Regions from separate parts of the Mus musculus genome. Here region 2 is linked to region 1. The links are chromatin contacts, called in public promoter capture Hi-C maps. All regions are on one chromosome and are shown on one strand. The core of a region is the stretch at or near the end of the contact, and the rest is flanking DNA. Distances in the headings are between cores, read along the strand shown. Region 1 holds the start of Ap4e1 (adaptor-related protein complex AP-4, epsilon 1). Region 2 holds the start of Kcnip3 (Kv channel interacting protein 3, calsenilin).

Region 1 (6,509 bases), core at 1,037-3,536:
AGTCCCAGCAGTCAGTCTGAAGGCAAAGGCAGGTGGATTTCTGTGAGTTCAAGGCCAGCCAGGTCTGTACAGGAAGCCCCAAGACAACCACGGCTACATGGTAAGACCTTGACTCAAAAAACAAAAACAAAGAGTCTAAGTGAAAAGAGAGTAAAAAAAAAAGTGTGGATCTGGGAAGATGAAGTTACATCTTCCCAGAAGCAAAAAGTGTTGATGGGATAAAATAAAAAGTGTTCATGGAACGCAGAAGACAGACAGACAGACAGACAGACAGACAGACAGACAGACAGACAGACACAGTCTTCCTGACCTCTACTCTTCCTCATCCTCCTCAGCCCATCTTCCCTCTCGCTGTCTACTGCACACACCAGTGTGGTCAACTCTGATGCTTGCCTGTGCTGGACCTCAGGAAGCACTTAGGGCCTGGCCAACCACTAACTAATACAATGTTATGTTCAAATCACACACTGAGTCGCTGACGTTAAGTGGCTAATTCCGAACTGCTGGTGGGGGCTGCAGAGATGCCACAGGTGAGAATACACAGAGCTCTTGCAAAGGACAGAATTTGGTTCCTCACACCCACTCTGGTGGCTCACAATTGCCTAAAAGTCTAGCTCCAAGGGATCACACACACTCTCCTGGACTCTGAGAGCATCTGCACTCATGTACACATGCCATAAACACACACACACACACAACTTTGAAACAAATCTAAAAACAAAACAAAACTTAGAAGTAATACATCTGGCAGTAATACCACATCTGGCTGTCTGTGCAGTTTCAAACTAAGCCAAAAAAACTATATTCTCTAAATTTTTCAGAGCGGTGGCAGAGGCAGATGGCTCAATGTGTAAAAAGCACAAAGCCGGGTGTGGTGAGGTGGACCTGTGATCCCTGCACTCCTATGGTGAGACAGAACACTCGAAGCTCCCTAGCCAGCCTGCCTGAATATACAACACAGAAACAAGCGTCAAGAGAGATCTCACCTACTAGGTGGAAGGTAAGGACTAAGACCCAAAGCTGTTCTCGGAAGCCTATACATGTGCCGTGGGTCCGTGCATCCTCACATACCAGCACATACACATTCTCTCAGTACATACATGTACACACAAAATACTTACTTGCCCTCTCATACAAATTAGCAACAGAAAAGCACGAAGAGATGTTAAGTACACGAATAATGATTAAGGGATGTTCAGCAAGCCCTGCCACACACCAGCTTCCAGTGAGAACACAAGCCCGTTTTAAACCTTTAAAGGCATCTTGTTTCTCTTCTCCATGCTGCAGGCATTTACACTGCACTGTAGTTACTTATTTATGTTAAGTCTAAAATGGACAGAAAATAGACAGAAAAGTGTTTTGCTATTTTCATTACTTAACATATAGTTGTGCTTGATAAATACTTGCTGAAGAAAGTATGACACAATATTATGTTTTTAAGACAAACACTCCTTGAGGCTTTGAGTCAGTACCATACAAAGTACGTGGGAACTTAATAACTTCTATAGTAACTACTAGTTTTCAAAGCGCGTCTTTGCCCAACCCGTTGGTCTAGACTAAACCTCAAGCTCTGCAAAGATTAACAGCCCTGTCAGGGGTGGGAATGAGGGTTGTCTGTCCGAGTACGTGATGCTTCCAAATAGAAAAATTAAAACTCAAGAGGGAGCCGGGCAGTGGTGGCACAAGCCTTTAATCCCAGCACTTGGAAGGCAGAGGCAGGCGGATTTCTGAGTTCGAGGCCAGCCTGGTCTACAGAGTGAGTTCCAGGACAGCCCGGGCTACACAGAGAAATCCTGTCTCGAAAAATCAAAACAAAACAAAAATCTCAACAGGGAGGAGAAACTTGGTAGGAGCCTATAGCTCAGGCTTTAGGTCATACTGGCTTTTTTCACTCGATTGACAGCTCATGTAATCCTCAAAGCACCCCATGAGAAAACACACGGAGGGTCTTCGGGCCTCCAAATCAGAAAGCCGGCCTCCTGAGGTCGGTCGGTACAGGCAACTTGAGGCGGACGCCCGGCTGCGTCCATCCAGCGGACCGATGTCTCCGGCCCCGCCGCCCCACCCCATCCCGCCCAGCCAACCCCGCCGCATACGTGCTTGGATGAGAGTGCAGTGACGCCACGGATGAGGCCGCCCAGCCTGGAGAAGAAGGGTGCTCTGGAGGCCGCAGGTCCTCCCAGCTGGTTCTGCAGGAAGAGCCCCGGCAGTGCGGTCAGCGTCCTCTCCACCATGTCGCTCATCGCTGCCTCCCTACGAGGCTACTTCGCGCTGACTCTCCCGGCCTCCGTAGTCACTTCCGGCGTTTTGAATAAGAAATCTTTATTCGCGCCGGAGCAGGACGAGCAGGATGAAGTTCCGGGAAACACCGCCTGGGGGCGCACGAGTCTAGGAGGAGAGAGGAGTTCTCTGGAGACATGAAGTTCATGATCATTCTATTAGCGGTGAAATGTGTGTGCATGATCTTGTATTTTCTCGAACTTCCCAAGGTTAATGAATTCGTGCCATTCCCCTGTCCCAGCCTCCAAGTGCTGGGATTACAAACCTGACCTACCATCTTTATAGTGTTCTTAACACCTGTAGGAGCTCTTATCTCTGAAACTTTGTCTGTGATAAGTGAAATTTTTTTCTTAAATCTTGAAGTTGTTCTTGTACCTACACCTCAACAAAAGAAAAAGTTTGCCTGACAGAATAGTTATGCAAAGATAAAGTTTAGGGCTGGTGAGATGGCTCAGTGGGTAAGAGCACTGTCTGCTCTTCCAAAGGTCCTGAGTTCAAATTCCAGCAACCACACGGTGGCTCACAACCATCCATAATGAGATCTGACGCCCTCTTCTGTTGCGTGTCTGAAGACAGCAACAGGGTACTTATTTATAATAATAAATAAATCTTTTTTTAAAAAAGTTTAATTTATTGAAAAATCTCAATATTTAAATTATTTAAAACAGATTTTCTTTAGAATTTAATATTTTATGCCTACGTAAAGTTTTGTTTACTGTGTGTGTGTGTATGTGTGTGTGTGTTTTTTTAACTTTAGGCCCTTTCACTAGTTTAAATTAGAAAACTTACTTTCCAGCCATGTAGTGGTTGTTGCCTGAAATCCCAGCCCTTGAGACTGGAAGGAGGAGCAAGAAAATTCAAGGGCATCACCGGCTCCATATCAAGTTCAAAACAAACCTGAGTTATATGAAACCCTGTCTTAACTTTCCCCATCCCCCAATTTTTTTCTTCCACCTAAAAAATATGCTGGGGAAAGCTGATACATTTCTGACTCGGGTGAAAGGAACGCGGCTACACTGCCAAAAAGTAAAGTGAAACTTTCCTTCCCCTGGCCTGGGTGATGTTCACTATCCCCCTTAGTCCGTCTTATCCAATAGAGCTTTTTCAAATTGTGCTGTGGTGCCAGTAAAACAGGGTCATTGTTTGGACCAAAGTTTAAAGGAAGAAAAATTACACATTTGAAACAGAGACATGGTAGGCTATATAAAAAGCAAAACTCTGTTGTTCCTGCTTTTCAAGCAGCACTAAAACTTCTTTTTTTTATTTATTTTTTTTTCTATTTTTTATTAGGTATTTAGCTCATTTACATTTCCAATGCTATACCAAAAGTCCCCCATATCCACCCACCCCCGCACTAAAACTTCTTACACAGCTTTCATTAGCATACTGAATTGGCTAGAAAATTATGCAACAGCTTAAAAGGCTCAAAAATGCCAAACCTGTAGGTCGTGGCCATAGAACAGCTTTAGAAACCACAAGGAGGTGGTCAGTGACCTGAGAGGGAGCCAATAGGCAAGGTGATTCCTTGGTACTGCGGAAGCGGGGTCTAGACAGCTTAAAAGAATTCAATTTAGAGCTGTATGAGGTGGCATACACTTTAATCCCAGCACTCAAAAGGCAGAAGCAGGTGGATCTCTGAGTTCTAAGCCAGCCAGGGCTATACAGAGAAACGCTGTCTCCAAACGTCAAAAGCCAAAAATAAATAAATAAATAATTCGGCCTAGGACTTCAGCCAGGCATAGTGGCACAAACAGGCCTTTAATCACAGTGCTGGGAGGCAGAAGCAGGTGGATCTCTGTGAGTTCGAGGGCATCTAGGTCTACATAGTCAGTTAAGAGCCGCCCAAGGCTGTCTGGAGATTTTGTCCCAAAACAAAACAAAAACCACTACAAAAAGTTCCATTGTTATACACAAGTGGGCGCCAGCGGAACGGCCATTGGCCCTAACTCAGACTTCCCAGCTCTTGGCTCTATAACTCATGTACATTGAATTTCAGGTCCAGGTTCTTTAACAACAAAGAAAAAAAAACCAAAACAACAACAACAAAACAGAAATCTCAAAGTCCCTTTTGTTTTACTTTTCTTTCTTGAGAGGAGGAAATTTACTTGGAGGAATATCAGCTTGCTCTGAAATCTGAAAGTGTATTGGGGAGAGCCAAATTGGGCTCTCCAGGGGAGAGGCAGCGGCTGCAGCCAAAAGAAATGGCTTTTAGGCATTAGATGGCTCAGAGTTAGGAGCAGGTGCAGCTGTGGCAGAGGACCGGGGTTCAATTCTCAGCAAAGGCAACTCACACCACCTGTAACTTCAGTTTTAGGGGATTCAACAACCTCTTCTGTCTCTGAAGACATCTGCACACCTGGGGTGAACATGCATACACATAGGCACACACATAAAAACATAAAAATAAAATAAATAAATCGTGTACAGAGAAGAAAGGGAGAGCTGAAAGAAGTGGTTCCATTTGCCTGCCCCAGGGTGAGACACGCTGTTCATCTCCTCTCCCGCTGTGAGCAAGTCACACGTCACACAGAACTTTGCCTGTATTTTGTTTTCTCTGCTTTGACTCCTAACCTGGAGGCTGTGTCCACAGTGTTCCCCACTCCCCCGTGCAACCCGAATCAGCCTGGCATTCGCTGGAAGAGTTCTGTGTTCACTGGATAAATCCCTCTACAGCAGATTCTTTGTGGTGAAAATCTCTATTTAGCTATAAGTCTTCCGTGTCTCAGCTTATATTGTCTAAGTAGTTTAAACCACGGTCTGTGAGACGAAACGATGTTCTGTTCCACGCTGCGTATTTAGACAGTCCAGTTGAACTACCTGTAAAGAGATTTAATCTACAATTGTTTTTGCTTTTCCCCAAGCAGCTTAAGAAAGAAACAGAATTAAAAAAAAAAAAAAAAAAAAAGAAGAAACAAAACAACAACCAAAAAACCTAGGGCACTCTATGCTCTTTGAGCATCTTCCTATGCGCACCCATCTTAGCAGCTCAGCGCCCAGGATGTCTTTGTAAGGACTTTTCCTAACCATCTACAAGATCCAGGATGAGGAAAAGAAAAAAGCTCCATTTAGAATGCCCAGTGCGGAGTGGGACAGAAAGAGGCCAGGGCTCAGCCGGGAATCAAGCTAAGCTAACAGGAGTAAAGTAACCCTGGAAGTTCTGTTCCACCGGAGGGGATCTGGAGGCTGTGCTGACTAACGAGAATCAGGGCTTTAAAAACTGCTTGGCCTCGGGCTGGGGAGATGACTCCGTGGGTTAAAGGCACTCCCCAGAACCCACATGGTGGAAGGGGAGGACTCCCACAAGCTGTCCTCAGACTCCCACATGGGTAAGAAAGCACACACACACACACACACACACACACACACACAAACACACAAACTGAAGTAACCCTGATACAAAATTTAAAATCAGTAACTCACAAATTATTCCATCAGGAAACAAAATCGCTGCAAGCCCTGGACGAAAGGTTACACTCCTCAGAAAAGGAAAAAACAAAACAAAACAAAACAAACAAACAAACAAAAAACCCCAAAAGAAGCGCCTCTTCCAGAAAAGAATGCAGAGGCATCTGCAAGATCCTGAGAGGCAAGGAGCCTGGAGCAGGGAGGGTAGAACTGGGGAAGACAGAGAAACTTCCAGAAACTTCCAGGATCTCTCATGTTGAAAGTATGAAGTGATAAAAGCCCCAAACTAGGACCAGAAAACTTGGGGTGAAGTCATCACTCTTACAAAATGTTTGACCTTTACCGATCTGAGTCTGAGTAAATGAATTAAACCTTATTTCGACTCTTTAGGGTTACTCTGAGAATCATATAATGAAATATATGTATGCTTTGGTACTAAACTTTAAGATTTAAATAAAAGCATAGAATGAAAAAAAAAAAAAGGTGAGATTTTTCTTCTTTTTCAGTTATAATAAACACCCAGAAAAAGTTTAAAGGAGAAAGTTATTCTGGCTCACAGTTCCAGACACATGTAGCTCGTGGTGGGAAAGCCGTGGCAGCGGGCAGCGAAGGCATGGCGGCGAGAGCAATGAGGCTGGGTGGTCACATTGCATCCACATCCAGGAAGCAGAGCCTGAACCCGATTGAGACTTGGCTAGGAAGCCTCAAGTCCCCTCGCAGTCACCTGCTTCCTACAGCATGGCTGCCGACCACGCGGTTCAAAACTGCAAGCCTGGGCTCCATGAAACGGGCACACATTTCCTGTTCAAACCAGACCAGAAGAG
Region 2 (6,509 bases), core at 2,298-4,797, 510 kb before region 1:
GAGGGTACCAAGGAGCCAGGGCCTATGGAGACTTGAGGGAGGGAGGCTAGGCCTGAGGGTGAAGTGGGGGTGTCTTCCCTTTACTAAAGCCAGAAGCAAGAGGCATCAAAAAAGAGCAGGAGGGTCAGCAAGATGGCTCAGTGATCAAGATGGCTCAGTGATCAAGAAGGGAACTTACTGCCAAGCCTGAGCTTGAGCTCTCAGACCAAGTGGTTGGAGAATCAACTCCCACAAATTGTGCTTTGAGGCCCATGTCCACTTCCTTCCTCCTTTAATAAATAAATAAATAAATAAATAGCGAGTAAGTGGGGTTCATGGACTCCCTGCAGTTTGAGAAATACAGGAAGCAGCTGCTTCCTTCTCCCTCTTTAGGAGTCACTGTTAGCTGTATAAATGGCAGAGCTTGGGGGAGGGCTACTGGTTCAAATGAAGGCTCCTGTGAGAGTTGGGACAGGGCCACGTTGGCTGGCCTTGCTCCAGGCCTGGCGAAGGCACAGGCTTCAGGCAAGAGCAGGTGCATCTACCCCTGGGTGTTGGACGCTCCTTGATAGTCATGATCCCCCAACCACAAACCAGCCACCAACTGATAAAATGCCTCTGTCAGACTGGCCTGGAGGCACGTGTGTAGGGCATTGTATTGATTAATGGCTGATGTGAGAGGGCCCAGCACACAGAGGGTAACCCCTGGCCAGGTGGGTGTTGGCTGTATAAGGAAAGCAGGCTGAACAAGCCAGGAAGCAGTGTTCTTCCATGGTCTCTGCTTCAGTCCCTGCCCTGACTTCCCTCCATGCTACACTGTTTGCTGAAATAAACCCTTTCCACCCACAAGTTGCCTGTGGTTTACCGCAGCAACAGAAAACAAACTGGGACATTGGGCCCTGAGGACCCTTGGAGCTGCCCACGACAGAAAAGGGGGAGCCAGGAACTCCACCAAACCCAAGGAGAAGCTTAGCCAGTGCTGACCTAGGAGCAGGTCTCCTGCCCTCAGCAGCTCAGCCTGAGCCCAGTGGCCCCCACTTCAGGGCAGGTGTGCTGAATATGAGTGAGCCCAAAAGAGAGCCCTGACTGTGCTGGGTGGCCCGAAGTGACTAAGATCTCTTCTGTTCCCCTCCCAAGAAGGGTCCTTGCCTGTCAGGTTTCCATGTGGCTGGTGGCAGAAAAGATTTCAAGGGTCTGAGAAAGGCGGCAGAATCAACTCTGGGTATTTGCAGTTCCAGGCTGTGTCCACTTCTGAGATTTGCAGCTCCCAGAAGAAGGCTTTTTAGGGCAACAGACATTTTTGGAGCTCTTGCGAGATTAGACCTGACTGCACACAGCGGTGGCCCTCTCACAAGGAAGGGCTGTGAAGCACGAGCCCTGAGAGATGTCCCTACCTGCTCTCCAAGGCCCAGACACAGAAACGGCCTGAGGGAAAGACATGAAACTAGAGGCTTGTCAGAGCTAAGTCTGAGAGGCCAGAGGAGGAAATAATTGAGTCTGGTCGGGAGAGGTCTTGAGCAGGAACTGGGGAGGGTTCAGAGGACTCCAAGGTCTTTGGTTGTGTTTTTGTGAGTTTCTCTCTTGCATAGGAGGAAAGGGCTCCAGTCAGCTGTAGTGGCCCACAGCTGAGTCTTCGAGTGTTATAATACAAAGAAGAAAACAGCCTCCTGAAATATGGAATTATCCCTCCTTCTTCCTCATGCAATCTGTACCCCACCCCACCCCCGGCCCACCCGAGGAAGCCACAGCCAAGATCCATCACCCTAACAGTTTTCAAACCACACTGGACCTCCTTCAGCATCCTAAACCTTTTTGTGGGTCAGCAGGCCCCCAATCTTCTCAAATTCCAAGAGTTTAGGGGAAGTCAGCCTGTGCCCATGTGGCAAAGCAAGGCTGAGGTCCACTTGAGGAGATCTGCTTCAGCCCTTTTCGTTCCTCCATCTCCCAGAGACCCTGGAAGGACCCCAGCAATGCCCAGGCCCTGGGAAAGTCTGAGAGGACCCAAGGAAAGGGGGTCAGGTGACTTGAGGCTCCTGGCAGGGCACAGATGCCCATTCATACGTTTTATGAGGAGGGCCTGCTGGATAGGGCTGGGGAGGTTGCTGGCTCCCTGGTAGGCCCAGGACGGAAGGGTTCTGTTCTAGGCTGGCTCTGCCACAGCCTGTTACTCCCAAGGAGCTCCTATCAGAGGAGTGGAATCTCAGCAAGGGAGCCAAGCAGAGACTTGTGGCTCTCTAGAAAGAGGCACTGACTTGGAGTGGAGTGCTCAGACAACCCTGCCTCTCAAAAAATGCCACAAGTAAGGACAGGGCTTGATTCCTGAATCGTGGACATGTAACTGGTGGGTAGAGAGTTCCTCCAGAACTGGCTCTGAGTGAACACAGTCTGGATATACTGCTTTGTTGGATAGGTAAAGACTCAGCTTTCCTGAGTTTTGCCATCATTAACATAGACTGGGATAATGACCCTTTTCTTCTAAGCCCACTATGCCACTCCAAGGCCTTATGGGAATTTGCCTAATGCCAAGTCAGTTTGGAAGATTGGCACTGACCCCGGAGCCTCTGGGACCCTTGTCGTCCTCTTTCCCAGAGAGCCCTCTGTGGGAGAGTCTCTTGCCCGGAGTGAAGTCCTGCTGTGCAGATGGCAGAACTGTCCCCTCCCCTCTGGGGACAGCTTTCCTGCCTCGGGATCAACAGCCCCAGGGTTTTGCCCGGGGAGGGTCTAGCAGCTGCCGCTAATTGGCTGACTCAATAAAAAGGGGGTGGGACAGGGTAGGAAGGGCAAGCAAGTGCTCCTGGGCTTTCTGGGAAAGAGGGGATGGCTCAGGCTCTGTTTCCATGGGAACTACTGGCACTGGCAGGCTCCTCCGGGCGCCAAAAAGGGAAACTTGGCGCTGGTCTCCGTACCTGGCTCCTGGTGGATTCCCTTGGGCATTAGAAAATGCCCAAGAGCTTGTCTCCCACAGGGCAGGAAGGAGCCTTCCCGAGGACGGTCAGGACCCTCGATCCCTTCTCCATCCCCAGGTCCCACGCCAGGAGATCTAGGGGAGGTCCCGTGGTTGCTCTGAATGCCTGAATTTGGTCCCAACCTCAAGTCAAAGGACAGTGAAACTGGGAAAGTGTGAAGTGCTCGCTCCAGCTTGGAAGGTTTTCATACAGCAAGGCCTATGAGGGGTCGCACAGAGGTGACTAACAGATAGGGGAGAGCAACAAGAGGTGTTAGGACCCCAGGTGTTACCTTAGTGACGTAATCCCAAGGGCTCCTCTCTGTCCTGCGCAGGGACTGGTGGTGGAGTACCCTCCCTTCTATCCCTGTGACTGGGAAGGGTAGGAACAGACCCTGTACTAGAGGGAGATGAGAACCAGGGACAGACCCTGAGCCTAACTAAGCAAGGGGGGTTGGGGGCCAGATAGGCTGAGAGGCCAGGACTAGGAGCACAGGAAAAAGAGAAACTGGAGGTTGTCAGGATGGAGGCGAAGGAGGGGGGAGATAAGAGGGGGAGGGAAGAGGCAGAGGAAGAGAGGTGGAGCTAAGACTCGGAAGGAAGGGAGGGTGGAAGGAGTGGGCAGGGGGCGGGAGAGAAACCTCCAGTGACAATTGCGTCTGGGTCCAAGCAAACATGAGGCAGCTGCCAGCCGGACCAAGCAGTCTGGCTTGCTCGGGCTGCAAAGCGGGAAGATTAGTGACGGTCCCTTTCAGCAGCAGAGATGCAGAGGACCAAGGTAGGCGCTGAGGGGCTGAGGACTTGCCTGGACTTGGGGAAGGTGGGGCTCTGATGTTGGTCTTGACTAGAGAGTATTTTCACAGTGGTCCTTGGCCCCTACTCTCGCTAATCCATATAAGGGAAAGTAATTGTTCAGAGCATTCCTGCCTGGGAGGCTGGAATCCCGTGGCCTTTGGATGGAAGAGGCTCTGGGTGTCTGTGGACAGAAGAGAAGCTTGAAATTAGCTCCATGGCTGGTCCTGTTCAGTTAGGTCCTTGGGGCAGGGGCTGGGGTAGCTGACCCTGACCCTAGCCTCATAGATCTTAGTGAGACACAGGAGCATGGAAAAGGATGTCTTATGTGTGTGGGCAAGCCAACGGGCAAAGCTTTCAAGTAATCCATCAATGAATGAATGAAGACCCCCCCTTCTTCTTAAAGCACTATGAGACCCCTAATAAAATCACAAACATCTCTGCCTCTGTGGAGCTGTTGGGGGATGGAGAGAGAGGGGAGGCAAAGAGGCACCCGGTACAAAGTTCAAGAAATAGTAGCCAGGTGAGGGGAAGAAGAGAGACAAAAAAAAAATTAAAAAAAAAACAAAAGGTGTGCTCCAGCTTAGCACCGACCCTCAGAAAGTCTGACCTGGATGCCGCACACAAGTCCAGGGTAATCTTGCTTAGGGGGAGAAAGGATCAGATCCAGGTCCGGTTGAATGCCCCAAATAAGGAAATCAAGGTCTTATTTAAAAAAAAAAATAGATATTGGGCTGGCATCTTACAGTCTTTCTTCCCAAAAGATGTCTTCCTGCCCCACTCCCAATGAGGGCAAGCAGCCCAGAGAGGGCTGGAGACTGATTTCAGGCCATTCTGCCCCAGAGTCCAGGTTACTATCCCTGTCCTCTGGTCCAGTTCCCAGAATACCATGAAGGATCTGCAGATGGAACAAAGCCCTTTGAGCACAAGGGCAGGGTACCTTGAAAGGTACTTTCTCTCTTGTCACACCTGTCTCTAGAAAGCTCTGGACTGGCACAGCAGAAGCATAAACAGCTCTCTGTCCCAGACTCACATCCACACTCAGATGATAGGTGAAGCTGTGTGCATCTACAGACATTGGACACACAGATACCCTATGACTGTACCCCTCCCTCACAGAGCCCAGCAACGTGACTCTGTGTGTCCACAGATACAGGGAGTTCTACAGCCATGTGTGCATAGACCTGCACACAGCTGGCACTGTCCATCAGCAGGGGATAGCATAGCCCCCTTCCCTTTACCCATCTCTGGTGGCTCTAATTCCCAGAATTCTTCCTGGGTCCTTAACCACTACTCCCCTACCAGATGAGCAGAGTGTGAGGTCAGAGTCCCATAGTCCACTTGGCTGTTCTATTGGCCATTGTGGCCTCCACTGTGCCCACCATTGGCTCCTGGGCACTCATGGAACTCATTAGGCTTATGGCTGCCCCCTGGATTTCCATGTGTAGCTTGGCCCAAGATGGAAGCCAGCACCACAGTGACAGTGGAGCTGGATAAAGTCCCTACTGTCCCCTACCAGTAGGAGATTATGGAGGTAGCAGGACGGACAGCAACTAACATAGGCTGGGAGATGGCCACACTTGTCACAGTCACTAGCTGACCCAGTTCTGTCCCTGCCTTCTCACCATACCCTAGCCGTCCCTTTAGTAGCTTTCATTTGGCCCTGCAGAGTGGGCACTGACCACAATGCCAGGCCTCCTGGCCAAACCCTGTGTTGGGAGGAGAGAGCCAGCAGCATCCAGATTCAGAGGTGGTAAAGTGGACACTGGGTCAGTTTGGCTCTGGGAGCCTCCCCAGCTTCTTGCAAGTCTGACCTTAATTTGCCCTGTTTGCAGAAGCGGTAACTGAGCACAGACAGGACCTCCCCTCCTAAACCGTTATCCTCATGCAGCGCACCCAGGACTTGGTGTTGTTCTTACTCTATAGGTGAGGAACAGAGGTGGGTCCTGAACTGCATGCAGTGTTGAGACTGGATCTGAGCGGTCTTGCCTTCTGCAGCACAGACACCAAGCTCTAGGTGAGGGTGTCCGGTGGAGAGTGATAGGCGCAGACTCCAGGGGACAGAGGTGTGCCTTTAACCAGGCAGCCAAGGAGGTTTGACTGGAGACTATTTGTGCCTTCTTAGCCTGTCACTCAATGGCACTAGGGACTCTGCCCCAGTCATGACCCTGACTGCATTAGCCCCTACTTCCCCTTGCTTGGCTGTGGATCCAGACATGAAAAGGAAAGAACCTGAAGTCGTCCCCCCCTCCCCCCATTCTCTTCCTTTTCTGTTTCTCATAGCCCAAGCAGGCTTTGCTAGGGACCATAGGATGACCTTGAACTTCTGATCCCCTGCCTCTGCCTCCTGAGGGGAGGGATTACAGGTGTCTGCCACCATACCCACTTCATGCTGGGGCTTAATCCCTGGGCTTCACACACACCAGACAAGCATTCTACCAACTCAGCTCAACTCAGTCCAGTCCCTTTCTCTTAGTCACATCTTCCCCCAAAGTGGAAGCTGTTTGGATAAACCAGGCTGGCGTGAGGGGCACCCTCTGCTCCCTCAGCGCCCTGGTCCTCACTGGGATTCTCAGGGGATGTTGCAAGCTCCCTGATATGGCTTCTGTGAGGGCTTTCATAGGGAAAGCAAAGGAGGGAAAAGGGGAAAGCATCAGCCTTGACCAGCCCTGCCCCAGGCAGGATGTGTGCACAGCGTGGGTGACTCACGACTCCCCCCAGCTCCCAGCTGACTGATGTTCTCCCCCTCCCTTGAACAGGTGCATCTGTCAGCTGTGATCAGCCCACATCCTAG

The links. Promoter capture Hi-C pulls out the DNA fragments that hold promoters and counts their contacts.
Region 2: a contact with region 1 is called in a promoter capture Hi-C map of stem cell-derived epiblast-like cells, with 2.8 times the contacts expected there. The contact joins the promoter of Kcnip3 here to the promoter of Ap4e1 in region 1.

What each region holds. Positions count from the first base shown.
Region 1 is chr2:127,004,488-127,010,996 of GRCm38.p6, reverse strand. It overlaps Ap4e1 (adaptor-related protein complex AP-4, epsilon 1), which reads right to left and starts at 2,286. Exons shown (of 21, transcript NM_175550.3): 1 at 2,097-2,286. The coding sequence starts at 2,243.
Region 2 is chr2:127,518,430-127,524,938 of GRCm38.p6, reverse strand. Kcnip3 (Kv channel interacting protein 3, calsenilin) reads left to right here and starts at 3,547. Exons shown (of 9, transcript NM_019789.4): 1 at 3,547-3,701. The coding sequence starts at 3,687. All of the region lies in intron 2 of Gm35478 (a long non-coding RNA gene), which reads right to left.